Linked DNA regions of Mus musculus: region 2 is linked to region 1. The links are chromatin contacts, called in public Hi-C maps. All regions are on one chromosome and are shown on one strand. Each heading gives the region's core, a stretch centred on a gene start, on an enhancer-like site or on the middle of the called end of the contact. The rest is flanking DNA. Distances are from core to core; before and after follow the strand shown.

Evidence for each region. Hi-C and Micro-C count contacts between places; a contact is called where the count stands out from the background.
Region 2: a Hi-C map of CD8 T cells shows a contact between it and region 1, with 1.5 times the contacts expected there. The contact joins two enhancer-like sites. A contact is called at or near these places in 2 of 15 datasets of contacts at CTCF or cohesin (CD8 T cells and the NIH/3T3 cell line), 3 of 484 Hi-C or Micro-C datasets (CD8 T cells and uterus) and 4 of 115 datasets of contacts at active chromatin or transcription factors (CD8 T cells, the SCID.adh cell line, double positive thymocytes and 1 more).

What each region holds. Positions count from the first base shown.
Region 1 is chr15:59,911,440-59,916,274 of GRCm38.p6, reverse strand. No RefSeq gene overlaps it. Among named protein-coding and RNA genes, the nearest start is that of Gm36819, 90 kb to the right of the region's middle. Within about 2 kb of position 2,259, at least 11 of the 459 cell types and tissues checked have an H3K27ac peak or open chromatin away from gene starts, as enhancers often do. A contact at or near this core is called in CD8 T cells, where this site is marked.
Region 2 is chr15:59,948,385-59,953,219 of GRCm38.p6, reverse strand. No RefSeq gene overlaps it. Among named protein-coding and RNA genes, the nearest start is that of 4933412E24Rik, 66 kb to the left of the region's middle. Within about 2 kb of position 2,124, at least 68 of the 459 cell types and tissues checked have an H3K27ac peak or open chromatin away from gene starts, as enhancers often do. A contact at or near this core is called in CD8 T cells, where this site is marked.

The sequences.
Region 1 (4,835 bases), core at 1,010-3,509:
AAACCAATTAAATTTGCATCCTGAATAATTTGAAGCAGAGCTAAGTCAGCTCTTAAGTTCTGGTGGCAGTGCATGCCTTCAATCCCAGCACTCGGGAGGCAGAGGCAGGCAGATTTCTGAGTTCGAGGCCAGCCTGGTCTACAGAGTGAGTTCCAGGACAGCCAGGGCTATACAGAGAAACCCTGTCTGGAAAAATGAAAACAAACAAACAAACAAAAACAAACAAACAAAGAAAAATGACCTTACTTTCCACTGCTCGATTGTTGCTAACTTCCTATTCAGGTCCTCTTCATCAGTGGGAGATATCTAGGAACTTGGAGAAAGTTTTTAGTTGACAATCATCACACATCTGGAATTGCTCCTTGGCTATAATAATGGTAATCTCTCACTTCCTCTCTCAAACACTCCCATTCTCTTCCTTTCCAGAGCCCCCATCAAAGCAAGGAGCCACACAGAGGGTAGAGAGTTAAGTAGTCCTTAGGTTGTTCATCAAGGTTTACTGTGTCATGTGTAACAAGTTTGACCTTTCTGAGCCAATGTATCCTTCAAAGGCAAAAAGTCCATTCTCTGTTACTTACTTCTGCACTTTATTTGGCTCTTCCTGATAGGTGGGACCTGGACCCTCTACCCTAAGTCAGTCTGTAGCTTCAGGCCTTCCTGTCTGGAGCCATGGAAGCCATGCTGCTTGCAGATGCTGTCAGTGTAACTGTGAGCCTGAGTTCCTTGCACATCACAGGAAGAAGTCAATGTCTCAAGAACAAGTTCTGGAGCAATGGAAAGAAGTTTACTCGGAGAGCCAGCCAACCAAACAGGATTGCAGTTGCTACAAATCCACCTAGAAACTAAAGGCACAGGGATGATAGAAGATGTCATGTGAGGCATGTAAAATAGGCTGGCATCGTGGAAGATGCCATTTGGGATGGTATGATGTTATCTGTATGCTCCCAAGGTTCTGTAAATATCAAGAAAAGCTACTGATTAGAAAGCACTATGAGCCATGTCTTCTCTGATCTGTTTTCCTTATAATAGGGAATTCTGTGGTTAGGAGGATACTAAGGCTAATTCTCACCCTCCCACCCAAGAGTCTAACAGAAGGGAGCCAGTGGCTACTTTTCCAAGAGAGGGGGAGGGGAGGGAGAATTGAGAGAACATTGGGGGGTTTACTTTATGGGGTGGCTTTATTCAAATATATCATCTACAACTAAGCCAATGGACTTATTTAGGTTCATCATTGGTAACAAGGGCAATGGTCCCAGGCCCATGGCTTGTCCTCCTTTCCATCACTCTCCTCTCACAGATTGTAACTCATCTTAGGAGGAATTTGCCCTTCCCTCAGAAAGTTTTTTCCCCAGACATTGATTGAGATACACTGATCATTCCAGAATTCCCATCCCTAATCTAGTTCAGAATTTCACTCCTAACAAAATGCAGTCACCTTAAACCCTGGACTGGAAAGGCACTGAAGGAGCAGCAGCAGGGAAGGACAGACTGAGCAGCTTGCACAAGACACACAGAGCAGCTCGCACAGGCTACCAGCTTGTCCCGTCAGTGGTATCGCTTCTCTGTGAACACATCTCAGTCACCTGCTTCAGCCATTTGCAATCTAGCTAAAATAATTATCTCCCTACCTCAAATAAATGCTCACTGGCCATCTTGCCATACCTACAAATTCCAAAAGAGCTGTTTTCTAAGACTCAACTAACAGAGCTATTACATAAAGATTCCTCTTTAATATAAATGGCCCATTTTAAAGTTCATTGTTTTCTTTTTTGAGTCTGCACCAAGTGAAGGACAACAAATTTTGCTTCATGAAGTTGCTGTTGTTAGAATCTTGTCACATCAAATGAGCAGACAATCCACATTGTGACACTGAGCAAACAACTTCTTGATTCTTTATTTGTAAAGAGTAGAGAGTTAAAATCTGAAAACACTAAGATTACTAAATGAATGTGCCATAGTGTTTGGGCAGGTCTTGATGTCAGCACTCAGTAAACAGGAGTCATGAATATATTCTACCAATAATGTATATGAATATGGTTAATGGCTTTTACTCTTAAAGCGAAAAGCCACTGAGGATCTAGGGGTTTGTGTGCATTCATGTGTGTGTGTGCATTCGTGTGTGTGTGTGTGTGTGTGTGTGTGTGTGTCTGTTTAAAAAAAAAAAAAAAAAAAAAAGTCTGCTCACCACATCACAGACTGCTTAGGTGCTGAGCACTCCAGCTTTGAAGATCGGGCTCCACCATTTCCAGTCTGAGTCACATTAAGCTTTGCCCTTTGAGCTCTTCATCAATCAAATGGAAGTGAAAGAGGGCATGCTAGAGGCTCCCGGGCTATATCAGCTCTCTGTTGTTTCCTTCTCTTCTGTGTCACTGCATTTTTGTGTGTAGCATCTACAGAACAGATCTCTTCAGTATGATCTCCGAGTGTCTCCCCACAAACCTACCATAATTCACAGCCTTCTATCAAACCTATGACCTAGAAACTCAGACTCTAAACATGATGGAAGATGGCTGAGATCTTGAAGAAAGGCGCTGAAGATGATCCTGCAGAGAAAGGGAGGACACTGAGCTCCTTGTACACGCCAAAACCTCTACTTCTGCCATCCTCTTGACTTGTCACTGATGATAAACAAATAAATTCAGAATCTCAACAGCATGACCAACCTCATAAAGCTACTAAATAGTGAGGCTGAGTTTAAGCCTAAGTCTCTTTAGCCCAAATCCTAGTTCCCAGTTTATCCCCTGAAGACGAAAGAAGCCAGGCATGAGGTGAGAAAAGTGAAGGCTGGTTTGAGGGCTTATAGAGCCCATCAGGTGGGCACTGCAGCATGCAGTTATTTGCTTTAAAGCAGTATGAGTCTTAAATGTGTATATGTGTGTATATGTGTCTGTATGTCTGTGGATGTATCTGTTGTGTCTCTATCTGTGTGTATGTGTGTCTCTATGTGTGTTTGTGTACATGCATGTGTGTGTGTGTGTGTGTGTGTGTGTGTGTGTGTGTGTGTACGTATGTCTGTGTATATATCCATTGTGTCGGTATCTGTGTGTATGTGTGTATCTATGTGTGTTTGTATATGTGCATGTGTGTTTGTATGTCTGTGTGTGTGTGTGTGTGTGTGTGTGTGTGTGTGTATGTATGTCTGTGTATATATCCATTGTGTCGGTATCTGTGTGTATGTGTGTATCTATGTGTGTTTGTATATGTGCATGTGTGTTTGTATGTCTGTGTGTGTGTGTGTGTGTGTGTGTGTGTGTGTGTGTGTGTGTGTAGTTTCAAATTCAACTATTAACTGACCTTGTCTATTTTCATGAATCAAGGAGAACTGGAGTTCCCATTCTTCTAGCAAAGGCTTTACCAGAGGAAATAAAATATATATATATATATATATATATATATATATATATATATATATATAATTGAGGAAAGGGGGAAAGGAGAGGGGAGGAAAGAGGACAAGAAGAAAGAAACTCTCCCTGTCTTCAACATATTCCAGAGGCTGCAGGCAATGAGCCCCTCTCTATGCAGAGAAATGTCTGAAAGACTCAACTTCTCCTCACAATCAAAGCAGTAGTAATAAGGTCGTTTATCCCCCCCCCCCCAAGAAGCACCATGCTAATCAGTCCCTTAGCTGACTGTTCTCACACTAAAGCTTCCCTCACAAACATATGAAAAGCTAAGCCCAACAATCAGTACGCTAATTGAAATGCCAAGTTGAAGTTCAATAGATGGTTGCTGCTGGGGTCAGAGTCATTACCAGCCATTAAATGTTATATGAAAAGATCTGCAAGGAGATGCAGTCCCAGCAGCACTCTATAACCCTCCCCATACCCACGGTGGCAAGAGAACAAGACACAGGGTGGGTGAGGGGGATGGAACAAGGCTGTGTCTAGGGCTGGTACTGAGCTTAACCTGAGGAGTGCAGGCTACAAGAAGAGGAATCCTGGCTCTTAGGAACCTGATGCCAACAACTTCTCACCCACTCTCTTTACTAAAGAGAGCTTTATCAGCAGTGTGCAAGACATAGAACCAGGCCTGGGTACCAAACATGTCTTCAGATCCTTTCTCACACCCATAAAGCAAACATCAGAATATTTGGGTCTTGGGATTGCCAGAATTAGTCATGTAAATGCTAAGATGCATGTCTTCCCATGTCGATGTTACTGAGGAAATAAATAGGACTGTCACCCGAAGCAGCAAAGCAACAATCCTCACTGTAAAGGTTTTGTAACTGGGAGCTATTAATGGGGGTATGAAGATGAATGTGGCTCATTGAAGGTAAGTGAAGAGACATTTCATGGCCTACTCTGGATCTGAGGCCTGGGCTGTATTCTGTGTAACTTAGCTCTTTCAGTAATCACAAGACTGGCATAAACTGAAGCTATCACACAGCAAGAGGCAACATCCAGGAAGCCCAGCATGCTCATCTTCAAGGGCCGTGGCATTTCCCTCTAGCACTTGGCCTCCTAGAGTGGAAACACAAATAATTTCAAAAGCAGCTGCCGAAGGAACGGGCTATATCATAAACCAGATATTTGAAGCCAGAGCACTCTCTGCAGACAGGTGCGAGCCCTGTGCTTGAAAATGAGAGATGGAACTTTGGGTTCATCTCGTTCATCTTAGTTTCCTTTCTGCCAGAATCCCAAGATCCAGAACTCCTAACTCAAGTTGATAGCTAAGCCCTATGGCCTCTGGAGGTTCCAGCACCTCCCAGTAATGCTTGGTTTCCATAGCACCATAGCTTCAAGCTCTGTCCCATGGTTAGTTGCTCTTTGCATCTCTGGGTCTTCTTTTGTGTCTCCTATAAGAGTATTTATCATAGGGCTCAGTACCCACCC
Region 2 (4,835 bases), core at 875-3,374, 37 kb before region 1:
ATGCATACATTAATTTCACATAAATCTGGTCTGCTTGTTTCTCCTGAGGAATTGGAATAGGGTTTGTGGTCTAAGGGTTTATGGTTTAAACTGCTCATTCATTCAAAAGTGCCTAATGGTTTTCACAGAATGAAGTCAGCACCTATTATCCCACTGATGTGAAGACTGGAATCTCATCTGTCCCAAACTCTCTTTGTAAGCCAAATGCTGGAGAATTTATTTATGATTTATTCAGAGCTCATTTAAGCCTTGCCAATCATATCCACTTGAGATTTACATTTTACTCTTTATCACACTCCTTAGGAAAAATGAAAGATTTTTCTTATTAAGATTACTGTATGATTTAATTCCCACTGACTACAGTAAAGGACTAACATTAAAAAAAATCACTTGACTGAGGCTGCAAAGGAGTAAAATTAGAACTGGCATTTATTTTGAGTGACACATTATAACACACAACATTATATTTGAGTAACATATAATATGTACAACAATATTATGAGATTATAATATTATATTGTATATAATAAATCCACATTATATATTATATGCATATATACATGTTATGTATTATATATACTAAATCCATAAATATATAACAGTATTTATATATACATATATACACATAGGTGCATATACATATAAATATTCGTATATGTATCTGTGCATATGTGATGTATATGCACATTTGTGTATATATACATATATGTGTGTATATATATATGTATATATATATATATATATATATATATATATATATATATATACACACATACATACAGACATTGGCTATTCTAGGGCTAGCAATATGGTAGACATTGGGGAAATATGCTCCTTTGCATATGCTATAATCTGGAGAGGGGAAAAAGTTTCAATATAAACCAACAACTACACTTGATAAGATGGCTCACAAACACAAAGCACCCCTTACTATAAAGAAGCCGGCATTCTTTCCATCTGTTGGTGGTGACTGTTGCACATCTGTTAAACCCCCTTCCCTGTGTATACTCTAGTACAGTGTGAGTTCAGTCCATTCCACCCCTCAACTAGATTAAGACTTTTCTGCCCCAGCCTCTAACCTTTGTCCTAAGAGAACTCTTCATGCCCAGTCCTGGTTTCTCTTCTCTGACCCATTATGATCAAACTATTATTTATAAAGCAATCAAATTCTGTTACTGTAGTCATTAAAAATACAATATATTTTTTTAAAAAAACCTTTGAGCACTTACATGTAAAAGGTCAACAAAATTATCACAAGCACCTCACTGTAAGCTACTAGAATCCAAACAAAGGCAAGAAATAAACTGGAAAGACTGCAATTTTTAATGAATAAGAAAAGGAAAGGAGGGAGGAAGGAAGGAAGGAAGGAAGGAAGGAAGGAAGGAAGGAAGGAAGGAAAGAGAGGGAGGAGGGAGGGAGGGAAGGAGGGAGGGAGGGAGGGAGGGAGGGAGGGAGGGAGGGAGGGAGGGAGGGAGGGAAATGGATGAGAGATGCGGTATTTTTTTTTTTACTAAGAACAGCAGGTACTAAAAAGTTGGATCAGAAGAGCTTTTGTACAGAAGTCCCTGATCAGGTGCTTAATATTTGTTAGGTGACCCAATAAATCAGATCCAAGCACTTGGCCAAGAGACAAAAGAAAAATTAATGTTTAAAGGGAGTAAAAATTTTAATCAGTGTGACTGTACTAAGGACAAAAGAAACAAGTGTCCTTTGTCCAGTTAGGGAAGTACTGACCAATGACTTTCAAGATGATATGGGGAAGGAATAGAAATGAGAGTGGAGAAGCATTTATACTTGATTAGCCTTGTTCAGAATGCTATCTTACTGATCACTCAGGATTGGTCAGTTAAGCCTTGACTCAGTAAGAAAATAACTGTACAGAAGTTAGATTTGGCTTTTGTCAGAAGCAAGCCCTGATAGCACAGACTTATAGTCATAGTTACTTGAAAGTCTAAGATATGAACGTTACAAGTCTAAGGTCAACTTAGGCCACAGAGTGAGTTCAAGGCCAAACTGGTAACTGTCTCAAAAATAAAAAGGAAGCCTAGGGATATAGTTCAGTATTAGGGCACTGACATAGTATGTAGGAGACCCTGAATACTACAAAAGAGGAAGAGAAGCAGGAGGGAGGGGTAGAAGCAGGGGGGAACAGGAAGAGGAGGTTGCTGATCTACCAGATTGTCTCTGAAATCTAAAGTGACTGCAGGAAAGCATGGCAGAGAGCAAAATACACAAACACACACACACACAATGGAGGCAGAAATGCCCAGTTTATCCCTTGTTCATAGAAAACTGTTTGTAGCCTCAAGTGAAGAGTCATTGCTTTCATCAAAAAAACAACCTCTAAATTCTTATTACTATTTTGAAAGTGAAAGTAAAAATCATCAGACATTTCTCCAGAGAGGAAAAATTAGATTTGCAGGCAGAAAGTATGTAACAGGAGGTAGGCAGGCAGAAGAAGCTCTGCCTGAAGTCAGAGACCTGACCACAGCCTGAATGCTCAGGGAGGAGAGAGAGATTCGAGCCATAGAACAACGCCGAAACTCTCAAAACATCCATGGCTGATGAGAAATCTGTGAATAGCCAATGAACAGAATACAGTCTCAAGGACGACCTGCACATTGACAGAACACAGTGTCTAAAAGATACCCATGAGCAGGAACAGGGAGCTTCATGAATTCCAGGAAGCTTCATGAATTCCAGCTGTTTGAGCAAAATCTCTTCCCAAGTCTCCTGTTTACCAAAATCAATACAGAAATAGGAGTAGCCTCAGGAGGCCAGGTATGTATCAAAATAATAACTATAGATCAACGAGGGAGACAGTAGCACACAGAAAACTAAACATTCAGCTTAAATTCAGGTGACTTAGGAAAAAAATCCCAATTTCAGAGCTGCTGGAAAAAGGCCTGCTAATATGCCTAGTGTGTGATACGAAGTGAGCTGATGAATGGATACTCAGTAATAAAGAAATGGATGGAATCAGAAAATAGTATATATTGAGAGAGGCAACCTGGGTGGAGCAAGACAAACCTTGCATGTTCTCTCTTTCATATGTGAATTTTTATTTCCTATATTTTATTTTCATTCTAGACCTGTATGCCATGTAATCTTGGTCGTGTCCACTTCCCACTTCCTCCCTCCAGCTTTTCCCACACTCCAGCCACATAGTTCCACGACCCCCTGTTTTCCTGTCTAATTTGTGTTCTAGTAGACCACTAAGAGTGTAAGTAATGCTTCCCATATTTGTATGTGTGTGGGCTCATGTACTGCGCCAGAGGTAACCTACCAATAACTGTTACCCCAGAAGAGAAATGACTTTCCCTCCTTCAGCAGCCACCAACTGCCACTAACACCTCAATTAGGGAGGGAGCTTAGGAGCCCCTTCCTGCTTTATGCTCAAATTTTAACTCTCTTGTTCTTATGGAGATCTTGTGCAAGAAGTGGGGCTTCTCTGAATTCATGTAAGTAATGGCCACATCATGTTCATGGCACTCACTCCTCCATCCTCTGTTCCTTATGTTCTTTCTCCCCAGGTTTGATGATACTGCCCCTGGAGCCTTGATTTTTTTTAGATTTATTTAACTTTTAGATTTATTTAACATCTGTAGAAACCTGAAAGTGACCAAGAGGACACAGCCGAGAGTGAAGGGGAAGAGCCTTAAGAGGGAGTAGAGGTGGTAGAACAGGTAATATGAAAATAGGAGAGAACACTGAATGTGGCAAGGTCTAAATAGGGATGAGGATAGTGAGTGGGAGAGAAGATGAAGTATAGGATGCAGGTTGACCAAAACTAAGGATGGATATTGAAGTTCGTCACATGGAAGCCTATTTTATACTCTTAAAAAAAAAAGAAGAAAAAGAAAAACACATTTAACAGAAATACCATATATGAATGGATAATGTTGACCCAGAAGCCACATGTTATTGAACAAAACTCCCAGTGTCCCATGTCCCTAGGAAGTGTTGGCTAAGAAGATCCTTGAAGCTACCTCAACCTATCTGAGTATGCCACGAGAATGGCCCTAGTCAGACACAGTGGATCAAAAACAAAAGTAAGACGAAAAAGACAGAAAGGTAGGATAAGAACTCAGTGGCAAGAGAGTAGGGGTTGTGAGGATAGCGGTCTGAATGTGGTCAGAATGTATTATATAAGTTTATAAAACTGTCAAAGGATAGATTATTTTTTAAAAACTCGCATGCTATGCAAAGAAACAAAGATTCTCGGGGGGGGGGGAATCCATAAAACTATTTCTGAAGGGCTGTAATTCATATTTAGCAAAGACTACAAAGTGGCTACAAAGTGACTACAAAGGCTAGATCACAGATGTTCAAACAGCTAAAGGCAGTTATCCTTAAGGGACTAAAGAGAACTATAACGTCAATGGCTCAGCCCCGCTCCTGTGATTTGTGCACAGTCACAGAAAGAGTTCAGAGAGCTGCAACTAATTCAGTTTTAAGTGCCCTAGCCCAAGTTTTGCCTATCATTTAGCTTTCTTCTGTCGATCAAAAGTACTAGAACCCACAAGCAAGAAGTAGAGTTCCTTGTTGTCATGTTTGCTATAACTTTCAAATTAGATTTACTTTACATGTTTAAGACATATAGATTATATAGATATATAGATATATGGATGGATGGAGAGGGAGGGAGGGAGAGAGAGAGGGGGGGGGGAGAGAGAGAGAGAGAGAGAGAGAGAGAGAGAGAGAGAGAGAGAGAATCACTTTAGAAAGCAGTACACCCAGGAGCTGAACCTCAAAGCTCACCACATGTAGGTGCCTAAGTCATAAATATGAAGCCCGGGAGCACAGAACAGAGAGGCTATGTGGGGAAAGGAAGT